4 separate regions of the Mus musculus genome follow, and regions 2, 3 and 4 are each linked to region 1. Evidence: chromatin contacts called from public promoter capture Hi-C data. All regions are on one chromosome and are shown on one strand. The core of a region is the stretch at or near the end of the contact, and the rest is flanking DNA. Distances in the headings are between cores, read along the strand shown.

The links. Promoter capture Hi-C pulls out the DNA fragments that hold promoters and counts their contacts. Capture Hi-C pulls out chosen DNA fragments and counts their contacts.
Region 2: a contact with region 1 is called in a promoter capture Hi-C map of pre-B cells, with 2.8 times the contacts expected there. The contact joins the enhancer-like site here to the promoter of Fabp5 in region 1. A contact is called at or near these places in 3 of 39 promoter capture datasets (cranial neural crest, embryonic stem cells and pre-B cells) and 1 of 115 datasets of contacts at active chromatin or transcription factors (astrocytes).
Region 3: a promoter capture Hi-C map of adipose tissue shows a contact between it and region 1, with 4 times the contacts expected there. The contact joins the promoter of Zbtb10 here to the promoter of Fabp5 in region 1. A contact is called at or near these places in 12 of 39 promoter capture datasets (the 3T3-L1 cell line, the C10 cell line, the HPC-7 cell line and 6 more), 1 of 484 Hi-C or Micro-C datasets (pre-B cells), 1 of 115 datasets of contacts at active chromatin or transcription factors (microglia) and 2 of 9 other capture datasets (adipose tissue and liver).
Region 4: a contact with region 1 is called in a promoter capture Hi-C map of hippocampal neurons, with 2.0 times the contacts expected there. The contact joins the enhancer-like site here to the promoter of Fabp5 in region 1. A contact is called at or near these places in 3 of 39 promoter capture datasets (hippocampal neurons, liver and pre-B cells) and 1 of 115 datasets of contacts at active chromatin or transcription factors (astrocytes).

The regions. Positions count from the first base shown.
Region 1 is chr3:10,010,976-10,014,149 of GRCm38.p6, reverse strand. Fabp5 (fatty acid binding protein 5, epidermal) reads right to left here and starts at 1,565. Exons shown (of 4, transcript NM_010634.3): 1 at 1,432-1,565. The coding sequence starts at 1,510.
Region 2 is chr3:9,197,206-9,200,379 of GRCm38.p6, reverse strand. No RefSeq gene overlaps it. Among named protein-coding and RNA genes, the nearest start is that of Gm52635, 13 kb to the left of the region's middle. Within about 2 kb of position 1,574, at least 44 of the 459 cell types and tissues checked have an H3K27ac peak or open chromatin away from gene starts, as enhancers often do. A contact at or near this core is called in pre-B cells, where this site is marked.
Region 3 is chr3:9,248,920-9,252,093 of GRCm38.p6, reverse strand. It overlaps Zbtb10 (zinc finger and BTB domain containing 10), which reads right to left and starts at 1,527. Exons shown (of 6, transcript NM_177660.3): 1 at 14-1,527. The coding sequence starts at 964.
Region 4 is chr3:9,453,348-9,456,521 of GRCm38.p6, reverse strand. The region is part of intron 4 of Zfp704 (zinc finger protein 704); the gene reads left to right. Among named protein-coding and RNA genes, the nearest start is that of C030034L19Rik, 52 kb to the right of the region's middle. Within about 2 kb of position 1,526, at least 12 of the 459 cell types and tissues checked have an H3K27ac peak or open chromatin away from gene starts, as enhancers often do. A contact at or near this core is called in hippocampal neurons, where this site is marked.

The sequences.
Region 1 (3,174 bases), core at 316-2,815:
CTCATAAGGAACCTGGGATACTTTCACAAGAAAGGAGACACTCGTCCAAGCAGGATGCTCAGCCAGGCTCCCGTGTCCCTGTGAGTCTTCTGCTGTGCTCCCCTCTACATTGCCCAGAACCTATGGGTAAGGCCTATAACCTTCCTAAGGCCACAATCTGGAGAACTAGCCACTCACAGCATAAACACCAGCTGCTTTCAAACAGTGCTCTCTACTGGCTCTCACTCACACCTGTGCGGCTTTCCACTGTGGACAAGGAAAGACACAAACCCCTAATGCATCCACATTCTGACAATAGCGTTAGCACAAACAGGATTCATCAGGAGCCAGACTTAGCCCCATAGTGTGCTGAATGTTTAAAAGAATTAAGGCTGGTTCTTAACCAGGGAGGAATACTGTGAACAGCAGCGCCTGAAGCTGCCTCCTCCTACCAGCAGTACCTCTTCCGAGAGAGTACCTTTCCGTTAACCCCATCCCACTTCCTAGCATCTGTGACAAGTGTCGATTTCGTTGTCTGTTCTGTGTTTACCAATGCATCCCTATCTTAAGAGTAGGCAAAACTGGCAACAGACAACGAGGCACTATTTCCAGTGAGGGTGAATTTGAACCTTGCCCACTCTCTGGTTAGGCTTTAAGGAGCAAGTGCTTGCTGCAAAGCCACACCCATCTTGTAGCAGTTGGCAGCCACGGCCCAGCAACAGCAGTTTCTGATTATAGTTTTCCAGCCAGGCCCAAGTCTCCTTGCTCCTCACCCTCCAGAATCAAGAGAAAGAAGTAGAACAGAACGGTCGCAAGACAACAACCATGCACAATGGATGTCTCCGCACTTCGCCCACATGCCACCAGCTGTCGACCGTGCAGCGCCGCGGGCGCCACGCCTAGCCAGTGCGGCGAGGAGAGGACCTGAGACGTGCTGCAGAGAAAGGGATATAAGCAGCATCATTCATAGCCTCTAAAGAGCTTCTGCAGAAACCACGCCCTACCACGCGGTGTCCTCTCTGAGGCGGAGATGGGGTGGAGGGGACTGGCGCCATCGAGGAACAAAAGATGGGGCAAAGGGAAAAGGAGAGTGAGTGCTGCCACGCCAGGGGAGGATGATGGGGCAGGACGGTGGCACAGGTGAGGATAGGAAGAGAAGTGGGGATAACATTAAGAGGCAACTGAGGGGCTGTTTGTAGGGGGCTCACAGCAGTACCGCTGGCACGCACCTGTGAAGGGCCGGAAGCAATGAGGGGCTGCTTCGGGGGCAAGAAGCAGAAAAGGGGAGAAGCGGGGTGACCCACCACGTGCGGAGCCGGCGACAAAGGCGGGCACTCCATCCTAACTGCCGCAAGGTGCTCCCTGCAGCTCCCCCGATCGCATGGTGGAAGGGAACCAACACATCCCCACAAGGATGAGGAGCCAGGGAGGGGTTCGGCGATAAAATCTCACCTAGCTCTTTCATGTACTCCTCAAAGCCGTGGCTTTCCATCAGGCGCCACTTCCCTTCGAGATCCTTAAGACTGGCCATGGTGGGAGGGAGAGCACAAAAGCAGCAGAGACGCGGTGGCGAGGGCGCTGTTCCGCTCCTGGCGCCATCTGCGCTTATATCGTCCTTGGTGTGGGGGTGGTGTCGGGCAGCCAATAGGAGGCGCGCCTCAGCCTGGTACCGCCCCTCGCCACGCCCGGACTTGTGCGCCTTGGGCTGTGCTGGGGGGTCTGAAGGTGCCACCCTGGCCTGGCTGCGCCGGACTGGGACGTCACGTTTCCCGCAGCTCCTGCAAGCTGCGACTCGTCTGGCGCGCCCTGTGCCTCCCTTAGTGACAGCTGCGGCACAGTCCCGTGGGCCCAGGGATCACCCCCACCCCCACCCGCGCCATCTGAGGACAGCCTGCGCGCCGTGGTCCCACTGTCCTGCCGCCTCCATTTGCTTTTGATAAGTACCTGGGAGGAACAAATTAGCCATCGCTTGGCGCTATAGGAATTGAATGGCTGATTACTGAATTAATAAACTGCAATCTCCTTAGCCCTACATCCTACTCCCTCATGAAAGAACCTTCTGACCCCACCCTCCCGCCTCCTGGGGCCTCACTGGGGCCTCTTGGTTGTCTGTCTGTGCATGCTAGACAATCCTGGCAGCAGTCTCTAAGGGAGATTACAATGCTCTACAAGTTTGTTTTCTCCACTACACTAGCAAGTTTCAGCTTAGGTAACTGTCACTTCCTGAAAAATCTTACTAGCTTCTATTCCCCGATCAGGGATCAAAACTTTTACTTCCCTCCATCCTTTGAGGGTGGCTGGCCCAGCTATGAATTAGTAAATTGCCTAGAATATACTGACTATAAAAAAAAAATTATCACTTTGATATGCACTGAAGTCCCACAAAACATAAGGCTCCAAGGACAATCCGCTGACAGTTAGATGCCATCGCCAGTCACAGAATCTGAGTGTGTGGGGAGGGGAGGCAGGGAGAGATACAGGGAGACAAAGGGAGCACATTTTATGAGACAGTGAGAAGAGGAATTGAGTAAAGGTTATGGAGCGGTCATGTAGCCCAGGCTAGCCTCTAACTCCATATGCAGCTAGTAGCTCCTGACCATCACTCTCCAGCTACCACATGCTGACATTACAGGTGTGGCCAACACCCTTGCGGAAGTTGTCATTACACAGTTACTGATCCTCACTTTCAGTGTCATTTTTAGTAAGCCACCTGTGATAGTCCATGCTTTGTTAGGATTCAGGTTTGTATTAGATAATTTGCCCAACCACAGGCCAATGTAAATGTCCTAAGTCTGTTTGAGGGCAGCTGAGCCATAATTTTTTACTAGGTTGGATATATACAATAACTCTAAGTGAATTTACTGCAGTCACGCTGCCCTGCAGCTGAGGAAGTGAACCCAGGATGGAAGACTCCTTCAGATCCACAGCACCCACACAAAAGCTGCTGCTGTGTCTGCACCTAGAACTGCAGCTCCCTGGTACAGCCCACCCGGCATTGGCAAGCTTCCGGGTCAGTCAGAGATCCTGTCGTGGCAGACAGCTGATGTCAACTACTAGCTTCCACATACATGTGCACACATGCAGGCCCGTAAACACACACACATACACACACAAACACACACAAATGCACGACAATTTATACTTATGATTTTCTTTGTCTAAAGTACGTCCTTTCAAAGCTATCCAAAGGCCTGC
Region 2 (3,174 bases), core at 325-2,824, 810 kb after region 1:
CTCATTGTGAATGTGAGCTCCTCTTGGCAGGCTGAGCTGCAGAGCTGTCATTGAGAAAGTCTGTGAGGCAATACCCCGAGAGAAATGGTTCTACATTGCAAACTAACCATATGGGATGGAAGTTCTCTCACGGACACTCTTTGTAATTAGACAACGTGTAGAAAGCGTAGGTCAGCTCATAAATATTGCTTCATTACAATAAAGGCTGAGCCATATGAAGTTGCCATTATTGATGAATAAAAATGGCAGCTCCATGCAGTTTGTCCTAATAATTCTGATTCTAGCTCAATACCCAGAAGCCTTATTTCATTTGTAGGCTCTTTCAAGGCCCATTCCATTGGTAACTGTATTGTATCTGTCCCTTCTGCACATGACCATCACTTCTGGTGTTTTCTCTCTTGTTTGAGGACTTTGGGTAAACTGGAACATCCCTGAAGCTAGTGGCATTGAGATTCTTAAGGTGGCTAGTAGGAATTCACATGTGAGGTTGGGGTAGAACACTTGCCTAGAATGCTTGAGACTTTTGATGCCCAGAGCTACAGACAAAGTTCATTTGTGTAAAGTACCATGTCACAAGTGCCTAGCACACAGGTGGAGTTCAGAACTGAGCAATAAAGCATCCACAGTGGTGATGAGTGTCATCTTCATGTCAGTGTCAAACCGTGACACTTTCGGTTACACATTCTCCTACCTGCACTATCATCTCACTGACAGGCACCTTTCCTAAAAGCAGTCCCAGTGCTAGTGGCTAATGTATAAAATCATATCGCAAGTATTTAAAAGATGGCCTGCAGGCAGGCCAAATGGCTCAGTGGGAAGAGTGCCTGATACGCCATCCTGACAGCCTGAGTTGGATCCCTGAATCCCATGTGAACAGACCAGCACACCTACAGGGAGGCAGATGAAGACAGACTGTCAGAAGCTCTTGGGCCAGCTAGCCTGGAGTACCACATGCCTGCTGCAATGACAGGTGAGATCAAATAAGAGGAATGGATATGAAGGTGCATGTCTACAGAAGCAGGAGAATCTCAAAGGCAAAGTTCAAAGTTAGGCTGTCTACACAGTCTGGCCTGGTATACACAAGTTCCAGGCCAGCCAGGGCTACATAATGAGATCTTGCCCCCCTCCCCCAAATAATTATACAAACTGTTTCTATACAGTTAGCAGAGAAGCTGACGTTCAGAGGAGGAAGTGCCCTTCTGCGCATGTATGTAAACTGCACATTACAAATGTCAGGTGATGGCTCTTTTGAGAGCAAGATTGGGAAGTGATTTCTTACACACAGGCATCTGTCTTGTGGTGAGTATGAGGAACTGATGTGCAATTAGAAGGAAACATGGGTATTTATAAACAAGGAGAGTTCTGAAGTGCCACACTCATTTTATACTTACGTGTTACACTGAACGTCTCACTTATTAGCTCTAGTCGGACTCTTACAAGCCTACACGTCCTGCAAGTCACTTTCTCTTTGAAACCACAGTCTCTGCTCTTAAACACAGAGCACAGTGCAGCTGGTGGTGGGCAGATGAGAGCAGATCTGCCATGACACAGCTGCACTTGGGCCGCAGGTGGCCCCTGGCGTCAGTAGGCTTTCTACACAGAATTCTATCTTTTTTAGAGCTCCTTTGCAATAACCACATCTCCAGAACACACCCTAAAACCTAGGAGTTTTGTCCTCAGAGCTCAGGAAGTTCTGTGATTTCCTCTGCGGTTCATAAGTGCATCACACCTGTGTGCAGTCTTGTGATGTGGAATTGATTCCATAGCTCCGTAGCCAGGCACCTGCTGTGATATGTGAATCAAGCACTTGATTAAGGAATTGATTTTTGTATGTTGGGTTTTTGAGACAAGGTCTTGTGTAGCCCAGGCAGGCTTGAACTTGCTACACAGTCCTGGAGGACCTTGGACTCCTAATCCACCTTTCTCCACTTCCAAAGTGCTGGGATTCCAGGCGTATGTCCATAGCACCTGGCCCAGACGTTTGATTTTTAAGATACTCCTAGAATACCCAGGCTGGTTGCCAGGGCCTTGAATACAGCACTCTACCTCAAAGATATAACACTGAGTGGTTTTGAAACTAAACACTTTTATGAGCTATTAGCATCTCCCAGTCAATGAAGCCAACCCTAAATGTATCTTCTTGAGCCCTCGCTCATACCTATTGCTTTTGTTCAGTCATTGCCTGATCACGGAGTTATACGTGATGCGCCTTCCATTTCCTCCCATTTCCTCCCATCGTCTCCTCAGAGTCACAGCCGAGCCTGATGTGACCATGTTTCTATGGCCAGCCCTTCCTTCTCACACCATGGTTAGGCTCCTGCCCACTGTTTGTTATCAGTGCCTACACTGTATAAGGGGCCATTGAGAGGAGTGCTTGTTTTTTTGTTTGTGACCTGGAACCCCAGGAAAGTCCTACTTTCCTGTCATTCCTACACTTATTTTTAAGGGCAAGCAAATTTTATAGAGAATTAAAGTAACAGCTTCCTGTTGCAGAGAGGAGTCCTGAAGATGGGTTGTCCCCATTTGGTCGCTCTTATGTGTTTGTGTGTGCACAATTATATGCCAGAGGTCAATGTTGGGTTCTTTTTTACTCTCCACATTGTTTATTATTGTTATAGTTTACTGCTGCTGCTGCTGCTGCTACTACTACTACCACTACTACTACTTTTAAAACAGACTCTCTTACTGAACCTGAAGCTCACCAATTTGGCTAGATTAACTGACACTGAGCCCCAGGAATCCTCCTGTCTGTGCCTCTTCAGGGCTGGGATTATAGGTGTGTATATGTGTGTGGTTTTTCTATTTGTTTGTTTGTTTATTTATTTAATGTATGTGAGTACACTGTTACTCTCTTCAGATACACCAGAAGTGGGCATATGGATCCCATTACAGATGGTTATGAGCCACCATGTGGTTGCTGGGACTTGAACTCAGGACCTCTGAAAGAGCAGTCAGTGCTCTTAACCGTGGAGACATCTCTCCAACCCTATAGGTGTGCTTTTAAAGAAAGATTTTATGATGTATTTACTTATTTGTGTGTGTGTGTGTGTGTGTGTGTGTGTGTGTATGTGTGTGTGTGTGTGTTTCGTTGGGTATATGCATACAATTGTGGTTCTCCTTGAAGACTACAGGCATCAGATCCCCTGGAGCTGGAGTTATAGATTGTATGCTGCC
Region 3 (3,174 bases), core at 278-2,777, 760 kb after region 1:
GGATCTACGGTACCTGGGCGTTGGCTTCGTGGAGTTTGTGTTCGGTGGAGACGTGGTGCCTTAGGAGCAGGGTTTTCTTGTAGTTGCGGGTCCCTCGCGAAAGCTCATCATGCCCCACCTGGGTAAGGTCCACGCCGCCCCCATCCTCGGGGATCTTTTGGCACCATCCGCAGAACATAAGGCCGGTATCCTTGGAGTACCGCAGCCAAGGGAAGTCCTTGAGCCAAGAGGTCTGGAAGGAGCACTGGAGCTTCTGCAAGAGGGACTTGGGCCTCGCGAGCGGGAAGTGCTGGACAGTCTCTCCTTCGCCAGCTCCCACACCGCTGCCCTCCGCTTCGTCCCCACCATCGCCGCCCGACCGCCTGCTGCTGCTGCAGCTGCCGCCTTCCGCCCCACTGCCATCGCCCGGGCTCGCCCCCTCCTCCTCGGTGCTGTAGCTCAGGGACGCCCCGTCCTGCATCCACTCCTTCCCCTCCAGCGCGTCCAGCTCCGGATCCACGGCCGCCGGCCCTCGCCCATTGAAATGCCTGAGGGGCCACGCCGAGGTCTCCGGGCGGCCGCGGCTGCTGCCATTGTTGCCGAGACCCCCGCCGCCTCCCCCGCGGAAGGCCAGAGTCCGACGGTTCCTTTCCGCTAGCAGGGGGCCCCCCGCGCCGCCGCCCAGCAAGGAGGGGCCGCCCGTGTCCTGAGGGAGCAGCAGCAACTCCTTGACGTCCTCGGCGGCGGCCGCGCCGGCGGCGGCCTCCGAGTCCTGGGGCTCCAGGCCCTCCAATTCCATTTCCTCGTCGGCCCCGCGCCCATTCGGCTGCTGCGGCGCGGGCGGCGCGGGCAGTCGCGGTTGCGGCTGCGGAGGCCAAGAAGAGGCCTCCCCGCCAGCGTTATTGTTCGTGGGGCCGCCGCCGCCGGTGACCAACCCGCCTCCTCGGAACGCCAGCGTCCTGCGGTTCATCTCACTGAACGACATGGCGCGCGCCGCGGTCACCGCCGCCGCCGCCGCCGCCCGGTGCCTCGGCTCGCGCCCGGGCTCCGGCCGCGTCCCGCGCGCTCGCCGCGGCTCCCCCAACGCTTCGCCCCCGCCCCCGCCCCCGGCGCTGCGCTGCGCCGCTCTGCGCTGCGCTCCCGCCGGCCCGGCCTCACCCTCCCGCCGGCTCGCGCTCGCTCCCGGGCCGCCGCACGCGTCTACTGCCGCCGCCGTCCCAGCCGCGTCCTCTCCACCCGCGCCCCGCCGCGCTCCGGGCAGCGTCCCGCGCGGAGCGGTGGGCGGGCAGCGGAGCGGCGAGCCGGGCGCGTGCGGCCTTCGAAGTTGAGGAGGAGTGCGGTTGCCCCTCCGCTGCCCCGCTTCAGCGCTGCGCGCACACACCGGCCCGCCAACAGATCTCCGTCCTCGGGGGGAGTCGTGTCGCCGCCGCCGGCTGCCGAGGCGCGGACGCGAGAGGCGCGCTAAGCCGCCAGGCTCCGCCACATAGCGAGCCGACAATAAAGCCGGCGGAGCGTTTCCGTCCGACCAGGCCCTGGCGGAGGTCGAATGGCAAATGAACAACGGACCGTGCGCCCACAATGCACCGGGGTAGCAGTAACCGCTGGAGGGGGAGAGGGTGGGGGCCGGCCGGGGGAGGGGGCGGGCTGGGCCGGGCTGGGCTGGGCCGGGGGCGCCCGGGGACCGGGAAAGGGGCCGGCCGCTCGGGCCCGCGGGCGGGGGTGCGGCCACGGGAAGGAAGCGGGCGGGGCACGGGCTGGGGTCTCGGGGCGGGGCCGGCTCGGCCAGGACAAACAGCTGGCGGGTGTCAGGGGCCGGCTCGCCGCGGCGCGCCCGTGCGCACGGTCCCCGGCTCTCGCCACGACTTCACCTGGGACTCCAGGAGTAAGTGCGGTGGGAGCGCGCCCGGCCCTGTCATCTGCCGGGGGAGGGGTGGGTGGCCGTGCCCGAGGAAGTGAACTTATTTTGTTCCTGCACAAAAGACTGGACCAGGCGGTGCCTCCCTCGCGAGGACACCTCCTTGGGCTCCTTGTGTACGCCGGGCAGCACCTCTGGCCCCGGGCGACGATCGTTTCGCAGAAAATGCACCGCCCCGAGTGTCTTATTGCTGTGATGAAATGGAAATTTAAATAAAAGGTCGAACACGTGCGTTCAGTGGGAAGTATTGACATGGGTGTTACATCACCAGCAGCCAATCAGATATCTCCAGTCGTGTTTATACTTCTACAACCACCTTGTGAGTATTACAGTATGTCATAGCGTTATAAATATTAGGCAGGGTTTTCCCCATGAACGGGGAGGAGTCAGCTGCTGCGGGCGCCGCGTGCGGCCGCGAAGGGAGTGCAGCTCCGAAGACAGGGTGTGTAGATGAGAATTAATTTTTAGGATTTTGAGAAAAGCTCTTGGCATCGCGTATGGAATTTAGAGTGATTACATCGGTCTAAGCTGGAAATGAACCTCCCTAAGTTATATTAGTTTACTTTTTTGTTTTTGTTTTTCAGAAAGAGGCCTTGCCAATTAAGAACCCTTAAACTCACCCTCCCCATTAACTATGCTCTATTTGGAAAACATTAGCACGTTTACACTCATTAATTCACAAAGTGAGGTCGATTTATCTGTTATTTATTGGGAGCGATTTTTGAAACAGGGTCAAGGCCAGCCTAGTCTACATTTTAGGTCAGCCAGGGATACACACAAAGATCCTGCCTCAGTATCTCGAGTTCTGGTATTACAGGTGTGAACCACCATGTTGCACAAGCTTAATTTAAAAATTCGTATGTTTGAGCCTATTTCAGGCTTTCTTTCCTGTTTTTTTTCCCCCTGCCTTTCTTAATTTTTTGTTTTGTTTTGTTTTGTTTTTGTTTTTCGAGTCAGGGTTTCTCTGTGTAGCCCTGGCTGTCTTGGAACTCACTCTGTAGACCAGGCTGGCCTCGAACTCAGAAATCCACCTGCCTCTGCCTCCCAAGTGCTGGGATTAAAGGCGTGTGCCACCACACCCGGCTAATTTTCTTTCTTTCTTTCTTTCTTTCTTTCTTTCTTTCTTTCTTTCTTTCTTTCTTTCTTTCTTTCTTTTTTTTTTTTTAAGACTATGTAGCCCTAGCTGTCCTGGAACTCACTAGGCAAGAGTGGCTTTGAACCCACAGACATCCACCCACCTGGAGTTTCCCTTTTGGGGTGGGAGTGGAGTGAAGAGAGCA
Region 4 (3,174 bases), core at 277-2,776, 560 kb after region 1:
CTTATGAACTGATGAGGTCGCCTGCTCAGTCCCACAAAGTAAAGTTAATTGGAAAAAAAAAGAAAGTACTGGGCCAGAGAGGTGACCCTGCAGTCACGAGCACTAAGTGCTGGGTTCTGTTCTAAGCACCAGAATCAGAGCGCACAGCTGCAGCTGCTGCGGCTGCAGGAGATCAGTGCATTCTGGCTTCATCGGGCCCTGCACAGCCATAGCACACACAGACAAGTCCACGTGGATAAAGAAGAATAGATTATTTTCAAAAAGAAATTAAAGAATGAAAAATATATTGTAGCTTCATTTTTAGCATGCTCAGTGTATAGGAATGGTATCAGCTGCTTTTTAGCATACTCAGTGTATATGGGATGGTGTCAGCTGCTTTTCTCTTGCTGTGATGAAACACCATGACTAAGGCAGCTTACTGCAGAGTTGGGTCCATGATAGTGAATATAAAGGGAGGGGCAAGAAACTGCGAGCTCACATTTTCAATCACAGCACAAAACAGAGAGAGAGAGAGCACCAGGCTTTGAAGACTCAACCCCCCCCCTCCCACTGGCATACTTCCTCCACTGGGACTATACCTCCTATCTTAGGGTTTACTGCTGTCAACAGACACTATGACCAAGGCAACTCTTCTTTGTTTGTTTGTTCATTATTAATAATTATATTATTATTTATTAATTATTTTATTTACATCCCAAATGTTGCCCCCTCCCAGAGTTCTTCCCCCCAACCCCTCCTCTTCGCCTATGAGAGGATGCCCCCCTCCAGTGTCCCTCCTCCCTGGGTCATCAGGTCTCTACAGGATTAAGCACATCTCTTCTACTGACAAGGCAACTCTTCCAAGAACAGCATTTAATTGGGCCTGCTTACGGGTTCAGAGGCTCAGTCCATTATCATCAAGGCAGGAGCGTGGTAACATCCAGGCAGGCACGGTGCAGGAGGAGCCAACAGTTCTACATCTTGATCGGAAAGCAGTTGGGAGACTGAGTCTTCTGCACTGGGCAGAGCTTCAGAGCCCACCCCCACAGTGATGCACTTCCTCCAGCAAGGCCACCCCTCCTAATAATGCCACTTCCCATGAGCCAACGGATTTAAACCACCACACCTCCTCAGCCTATCCTAACAGCTCAATCAACTGAGAAACCAAGTATTCAAACACCTGACCCAATGGGGGCCATTTTCACTCTTAAACAGCCACAGGGATTAACTTAGCTAAGCCCCATTACCAACCTAAAGATTGGTATGATGACTATCTTTTTGCATGTATGCTACAGCTTGAGTGTGATGTTCTCACCCTGTCTACACACACCCTTTTCCAAGAAGCTTATGTGTGAAGACTTGGTCTGCGGCTTGTAGTCATTCAGAATTTTTTTTAACCCATTGAGTCTAATTAGCTTTGCCCAAATTTGCATGGGTGTGGGGCCATCTACTCTTGTGTGGTTGCACCAGCCAGCAGCCACAGACTCCCCCTCGTCCAGCAGCCTGCCACTCTCAGTAGCTTCTCTGCTAGAGACAGGATCCCACTCACTTGGCAGTGCTGACTGGCTTGAGCTTGGGCACATCCTCTACAGCAGCCTCACAGCTCTAACTTGGTGAGCGCACAGTGTTGTCACGATCAGAAGACACTGTTTAGCTGTGGTCCTCCCCAGCCTCTGGCTGTACAGCCTTTCCCCCTCCCACCTCAGAGATGGTCCCTGAGCGTCATGGAGGAGGGGTGTAAAATCGATGCCTGACTTTTGGCTGAGCAAAGCACAGACACTTTGGCCCATTATCAGTGCCTGTATTAACTGCCATCAGCTGATAAGACCTGAGAGCCGCAGTCGTCAAATGCTTTGGCATAGTATAATCAAAAGACACAGGATTTGATACTTACATGCTGAGGAATGAGAATAAGAAAATTTTGTTTTATATAATTAAGCCATGTATGTTTCTATAAGAGCAGAAAACTTTCTATGTACTGTAAAACACTGCAATTATAACATATAGTAGGCTTCAAAGCTGAATCCAGATGTTCAGGGGTATAGGCATTGGGTGGCGTAACAACATGTGCTATACAGAGTGTGTATGTGTCTGGTGTGTGTGTGTGAGAGTGAGAGAGAGATGTATGTATGTATGTGTGGTGTGTGTGTGTGTGTGTGTGTGTGTGTATGGTGTATATCTGTGTGTGATGTATATGTTGTGTATGTGTGTGTGTGGTGTGTATGTATGGTATGTGTGTCTGGTGTGTATGTATGTGGTGTGTGTGTGTATGTGTGGTATGTGTGTATGGTGTGTATGGTGTGTATGTGTGTGTGGTGTATGTGTGTGTGTGTGTGTGTGTGTGTGTGTGTAGTGTATATGTGGGGTGTTTATGTGTATGTTGAGAACAAAGCCTACAGTGAAGTTAGGCAATACCCCATGGGTAAGGGTTCCCAGAGACACTTCAGAATTACTCTGCTTTTAGTATTGAATTAATTGTGATCATTGTTGTTTGGAAACTGTTTGCTGGGCAGAGAAGGTAGCTCAGCTGGTGATGTGCTTAGGAGGACTTTAGCTTAGTCCCCATGTGTAAACAGTGTATAAAAGCTAGGCTCAACTGCATACACTTGTAACCCCAGTGCTGAGGTGGGTACCAGCAGCTCCTGGGGGGCTTGCTGGCCGACCAGCCTAGTATTCATGGAAAGTTCTAAGTACTGAAAGACCTTGCATCAAACAATCAGGTGGGTGATGCCTGAGAAGCAGCCCCCAAGGCTGTGCTCTGTCCTCTGCTCGCATGTCTTCCTGTGCACATACCCATGTCCCCTCACACAGTAATACAGCCACAAAAAGGAAAACTATTGCTGAGTTATTCCAGATTGAGTTATCTTGCGTGTTGCATGACTGCAGCAAAGGCTATAAATTAATCAAGTGTTTTAATGTTATGATACTTTAGTCTACAGGCAGTAGACACAGCTCAGCAGGTAAGGTAACTTGCCCACCTGGGCCTGAAGACAAGCGTTTGATTCCCAGGACCCACATGGTAAAACAAGACTCCTGCCTTCCACATGCAAGCAAACCATGGCATAGGTACTACCTCTGTCTCAGTCACCGTTCTATGCTGTGAAGAGCCACCATGGCCAAGGCAACTCTTCGAAGAGAAGGCATTTAATTGGGGGCTTGCTTATAGTTTCAGACGTTATTTTATCATCATCATGG